Linked DNA regions of Zea mays: region 2 is linked to region 1. The links are chromatin contacts, called in public Hi-C maps. All regions are on one chromosome and are shown on one strand. Each heading gives the region's core, a stretch centred on a gene start, on an enhancer-like site or on the middle of the called end of the contact. The rest is flanking DNA. Distances are from core to core; before and after follow the strand shown. Region 1 holds the start of LOC103630312 (Putative RING zinc finger domain superfamily protein). Region 2 holds the start of LOC100286085 (CPL3).

Evidence for each region. A called contact is a pair of places that touch in the nucleus more often than the background predicts.
Region 2: a Hi-C map of ear shows a contact between it and region 1, with 1.8 times the contacts expected there. The contact joins the promoter of LOC100286085 here to the promoter of LOC103630312 in region 1. A contact is called at or near these places in 3 of 25 Hi-C or Micro-C datasets (ear, endosperm and tassel).

What each region holds. Positions count from the first base shown.
Region 1 is chr6:154,532,685-154,535,744 of Zm-B73-REFERENCE-NAM-5.0, forward strand. It overlaps LOC103630312 (Putative RING zinc finger domain superfamily protein), which reads left to right and starts at 1,568. Exons shown (of 6, transcript XM_008651373.2): 1 at 1,568-2,203; 2 at 2,816-3,060. The coding sequence starts at 2,003.
Region 2 is chr6:154,983,971-154,987,188 of Zm-B73-REFERENCE-NAM-5.0, forward strand. It overlaps LOC100286085 (CPL3), which reads left to right and starts at 1,967. Exons shown (of 8, transcript NM_001370741.1): 1 at 1,967-2,407. The coding sequence starts at 2,199.

The DNA of each region.
Region 1 (3,060 bases), core at 318-2,817:
ACATCTAACAATATATAGTGGTAATGTTTTACATTAATAATAAATGAAGTACGATATAATTATAATTTAAATGGTGATGGAGATTCCGATGAGCATTTATCCTTGCGGGAAATAGAGATCAAAAAATGTTTCCTACAACGATTCATGGGGATACTCGGAGGAAAAAAAATTCATCGCGAGAACGGATATTGTGACTTTGTGAGCTAAAACCTGACCGGAAATACCTACTCGAGAGAATTCGGTAACGAGAACCGGTGTGCGCTCCCTCACGGACTGGCCCGCCATCCGCCGCGCGGCGTCGGACACGCGAGCCTCAGGCTATCCGGAACCGTTACCCCTAAATTTTTCCCCCTATATCACTTTTCCCCCCTATTTTCCCCCCTATTTTTTCATCTCCCGCAGCGGTTCCCCCTAAATACTCCCCCTATACCCCACTACCACTATAAAATATCATTTTCTATACCAACTATTAATTTTTTATCTACTAACAATTACTCGTGGACCCACAGCATAGTGTTTAGGGTGATGAACAGTGACACGCTAGATCTGGGGGGAGAGAGAAGGGGACCGACACGTAGGGGGCGCTGTAGGGGCACCGCTGCGGCCATAGGGTGCCCCCTACAGCCTAGCTGGAAGGGGAGGGGGAGCGGTAGGGTAGACCGTTGCGGTCAGTCTCAGCCAGGCAGAGGCAGGCAAGCTCGACGAGGACAGGAGCGCAACCTTTTGGATGAGCCGTGGCCCGCTGGGTGCGGCCAGTTGCCGTGGTGCGTGGGCGGCAGGGGCCGGGAATGCGGCAGATGGCTACTCCTACTAGCTGGCTGGGGCCTGGTCGGTCTCGGTCCTCGCCGTTTCCCGTACTAGTCTCGTCTCGTGGCGCCACATGCGGACAAGCCTGCGGTTCTTGGTCGTCACGCCGCTACAGCGCGCTGCCTGCCCCCAGGCCCCAGCAAGCCTTGACTGCCTGCCGAGCTGGATCTCGTGTGCAGCGTGGAGGGGCCCATACAGCGGTTCTGTCAACATGAATTTACCCCCTCCTCGACTCTTGAGTCTTGACTTTTGACCCACTCCAGGCAGGCCCAGTGCAGCTCTTGCCTCTGTTTTACTTTACTTTTATCGCATTTTCCTCTTGAGATGAAAGAAAAAAAGAATCGAAACCGATAAAAAACGTGGCTATCCGAAGAGTACATGCGGGTGAGAGGTAAAATGGGCCTCTTGCTCGAACACGGCAACGTTGTTATTAAAGAAAATAAAAAGTAATACCAACATTATAGTAAAGTTAACAATTCCTGTATGTTGTTATGACTTGCTGTTTAAAACTTTGCATGCTTGGTTGTGGACACTTGCCCTAGCTTGCGGAATAGAAACGGGACAGCCGACAGTGAAACCTCCTCTGTATCTATCTACGTAAATTTATGATAACAAATTTGTATTAAAGAATTAGCCCGCTCGCAATCATTTTTGAATTCATCGCATGCAACACCCTGTCCCTCCACTGCATCCACCCACCGCATTCAAGGAGCAGAAGAAACAATAGAAAGTGCAAAATGAAAATTCTTTAATGCAAGAAGCGAATGAGCTGTCGCGGCGAACGAGGCGATAACACACTCATCAACTCATCGTAGGAGTAGCCTGAAACTCCACAAGGCAGTAGTACTAGTCTAGTACTAGAGGACGCCATTATTATCGGACGAGGAGTAACCATCCAATCAGACAACACTTCATCGACGCAAGGACGCATGACATCGGGCAATTTTACCGAACCATCTCTCTCTTGTCTTCCTCCCTTGCTTTTAGCCAAGCTACGCTAGCGTCTGAAGACGAAGGAAGCTACAGCGGCCGAGGTCCCCGTTTCTGCGCCCACCGAGGCGTCGCGCATGCGGCCACCCGCACCCAGGCGCTGGCACGGGGGAGTGAGGTGTGGAGGTCGAGCAATGGCGGGCAGCCTTCGCCGGCCCGTGGATCTGTAGGCGCGGCGCGGGGGGGGGGTGTTGGCTGGTGCGCGATGGGATCTGGGAGCAGCAAGGCCACCACCTCCTCCTCCTCGCCCACGGCGGCGGAGGCGGGCGGCGAGGTTAAGAGGCCGAATGGGAGCGGGAAGGGGAGGAGGGGGAGGAGCCTGCTGCCACTGCCGAGCTCCTCCTGCTTCCGTGGCTCCACGACGCCGTGCGAAGGCGACGCTGCCGCAGCAGCGGTGGACTTCGAGGTGAGGGCCTTCCCACTCGGTTTCGTTTCCCTTGCGGTGCTTCGAATCTGTGCGCGTTGGAATGCGGTGAATCGGGCGAATGAAGGGTGTTTTCACATCACAAATGGAATGCGGATATGTGGTACTTTAGAAAGGGTGTAGATCTTGTCGCTGTGAATTTGTTGCTTCGTGAATCGAGCAACTGGCCTCGGTTTCTGAGCGAGCATTTCTGACGGATTCGATATCGTTCAATGGCTTCATAATTTGGTTTCAAATTTCTGGAACTGAATTTTGAACCATTTTCTCTGGCGAACTGAATTCTGAACTTCTGGTTGGTTTGATGTGGCACGGAATTTTCTTTCCGTAAATTATGCTCTTTCTCTTTCATTGCCTGTTTGGTTTCGACCATGTCAAATATTTTTGAACTCCTTCTGTATGAACTTTGAAGCACTGAAATGTACTTAGTACTATGATTTATGGATGAATAGTACAACTTATTGGGAATAGATATGTTGCTTGGTTAGAATTCTAAGCTTCATTTATCTGCAGTTTCCTGAATTGGGTTGCCGTTACAGTTTTGGAACAAAAGCTCCATTGCTGCTATAGTTAAATGACGCATTTGTATGTTTCTAGTGTAACAAGGGAGGGGAGACTGCAAGCCTGACTTCACTCACTCACACTGTAAAGTCTCATGAAGATGTTCTTGCAATGCCTAAATCTCATCCCAGTGAAGGGGAAGCACCACCTTCATCAGATAGCGAAAGAGATCAAGATGATGATGTGCTACAGAATGCTGCCACTAGCACATCAACAGCGGCCAATCAATTGCCAAATCCTTCTAGGAGGTCAAGGCCACGTTTTGGTGTCAACTTTGGCTT
Region 2 (3,218 bases), core at 717-3,216, 450 kb after region 1:
TCCGCGGTCGCCAAAAAAGGAGCAACGACTAGAAAGTGGTTGGAGGCTATAAATACAACCCCAACCACCCCCATTCACTTGATCCAAGCACTCCACTCATACACATTCAATACAAGAGTTAGCAATCCATTCCAAGACACATTCAAAGCTTCAAATCTCTCCAGATTTCCAAATTAAGACAAGTGATCATTAGTGATTAGTGATTTGAGAGAGTGTGATCCGTGTTCCATTTGTTGCTTGGTTTTCATAATCGTGCTTCCTTCTTCACCTTCTAAACCTTCCAAGTGTTTTGTAAAGCAAGCAAGAGACACCTAATTGTGTGGTGATCCTTGCGGGGTCTTAGTGACCCGTGAGATTAAGAAGAAGCACTCTACCGGTCTAAGTGACCGATTGAGAGAGGGAAAGAGTTGAAATAGACCCGGCCTTTGTGGCCTCCTCAACGGGGACTAGGTTCTTTGGAACCGAACCTCGGTAAACAAATCGCCATGTTTATTTGTGTTGATCTCCACTAGATTTGTTTATCCACTCTTCTCTCTCTCTCTCTAAAGTTCCCTTGTTAATATTATTTTGAGTTTACTCCCAAAGTTATCCGTATTGATTGAGCAACTCGTAGCAAGAGAAACAATCTTCCGCATTCCAAATTTATTTCTAACCTAACCCCAAGTGTAGTGGGTGTTCAAAGTTCTTATATTTCAGGTTTCACTTATTCAGCCCCTCTAGACGACTTTCAAGTATCTCCTGCTGCATATGAGCTAGAATAACTGCTCTATCCACAGACTGTGGCAGGTGACACATTACTCCCCCTTGTAATTCTGCCTTCAATCCCTTCACAAATTGGTTGACAAAGAAAATCTCATCCATCCCGGGTTGTGAACAGAAGTGGCATACCTTGCTTCTTCAAACTCTTGAGCGTATTATTCAACTCCCTTCATCTGATACAGGTTCAGAAGATGTCTCATCACCTTGGGATATTCTTCCACGCCAAATTTGGCTCGAACAACTTTGCCAAATTGCATCCACTTCCCTAGTCCCTGCCTCATCTTGTACACTTGAAGCCACATCGCAACATTTCCCTCCATGTGCATGGATGCTAAGTTTGCCCATAGAGCTTCAGGAACCTGATAGATGGTGAAGTAGTCCTGGCACTTGGCTAGCCAAATTCCGGGTTCCTTCCCTTGAAATATGGGAAACAAGTATTTGGGCAAGGATGGATGTCCTCGCCCTCCCATAACTTGATCTTCCTCTTCTCTTATTCTCTCCTGTTGTGGTTCTCCTCTTCGGTTTGGATCACCAGTACCCTCCCTTGATGATCTAGAACCATCGTCTTCCAAGTCCTTCTCCATCATCTCCAAACGCAACTGCGCCACCACCTTGCCCGTCTGCTCCATATGCCTCACCAAAATAGTACATTCTGTTTATTCCTTCCTTGCCACCGTAGCTGAGAGCTCGGCTTGTCCTTTCAACCGATGTTGCCCAGCTTCCACCGTATCCAACTTCTTCATCACCCGGTCCATCATCTTCATCATATGTTCCCACTTCTCCTCTCCCTTCTGCTCCACAGTCGCCATGGCTCCGGCACGAAACGTGTCTGGACATAAGGTTTCACCACCGGCGCCGTCATGACAGCTCCAGAGTCAACACGCTTCTGATACCAAATTGTCACGACCTTTGGCCTGGGGATTCACCAAACCCTAGGCGTGAGTCCGTGAACAACCAAATACGAAGAACTTCCCCTCGGATAAGTTGCCGGTGGCGAAGAAGAGAAACAAGTATGTGTCTAATCCTTTTCATTTATTTCATAATCCCCGATGGTTCATGAGTACAAATATTTATAGACCATTAGATGGACCGGATTACAATAAAAAATTAAGCCATACTTACGCCCAGATTAACCCTAATGCTTTAGAAACTTCTCATAGATCTCCTGTTCTACTGCTACACAGTACTCGCATCTGCTCCGTCATGACTCATGACACCGTAGCTTCCTTCCTCGCCGTCGCCAAATGCTGCAGGCCGCCTCCATGAGGTGCTAGGGTTCCCTGGCCGACGCCACGACCGTCGCACCCGGCCGCCTCCGTCCCTGCGGGCCTTCGCCACCGCCCTCGCCAAACGTCCCGAGCTAGGGTTCCTCACAGCTTCTCCCAAGCGCCCTCCAGTCTCACCAACCCTTCTGCGGTTCTGCCCTTGGCGCCGCGCCCATGAGCCTCACCGAGGCGCCGTCCCCGTCCCCGTCGTCGTCGAGCGGGAGCGATGACTTCGCGGCCTTCCTCGCCTCCGAGCTCGAGCTCACCTCCGGTGCTGACTCCGCCTTCCCTGGTGACCCCTCCTCCGTTTTCCCCGCCACCGACGACGAGGGCGAGGACGAGGATCCGGAGGAGCTAGAGGTTGAAGCCATAGAACAAAACGGGTACGTGCCTCCTTCCTGCTCCTCCCTCCTCTTAGTTCATCGCTAGACGACTCCATGGGTTTGGCGGCTTCGGCCGCGCGATTATAACCTTGAATTGCACGCACATTTAGAGTTGGATGATCGGCCTTGCTGTTGGATTAGGGATAAGCAGATTTGCCCCGATTTGAGCTTATTAGGGTTTCGTGCTTCATCTGGTAAAACGTATGCTTCAGGAGTTCAGGATTTTTGCTTGCCTTTTACATGTTTCATGTTTTATTGGACTACGTGGAGCCTCACTGCAGCTGTTGTGATTCTACAAGGATTTTAACCTCGTCCCCCACCCCCACCCTCTCCTAGAATTTACTGAGGTTCGTACTGCTCGTGTACTGAGCGCACCTAATCATATTGATTAGTGAAACATGGTAAATCTGAAATTCGTAGAACCAATAGATTAGCACTGCTCTAATCTTCAATCCCCATTCAAAGAGTACCATGAAGGCATCCATTCTCTTGTAATATGCAAGTTTGATGTCTATCATGTTTTCATCTGCAGCTTATGATACAGGCTGAAATTAGGACAAGACATGCGGTCATGTACTGTAGCTTATCCTCTCTGTTGTGGTCAATGAATAGATGAATAAATGATATAATTCTTGCACTCATGTCTGTCATTTTTCATCTTCAGTTCATGTGCTGTAGCTTATCCTCTCTGTTGTGATAAATGATAAAGTTCTTGCACTCTGTTGCTCAAGGCCTATTTAACCTTCTATTTCAGATGAAAAGAAAAAGAAACTGACTATCCTAATAAGTGTGTACCCTGCTTGATTTTTTT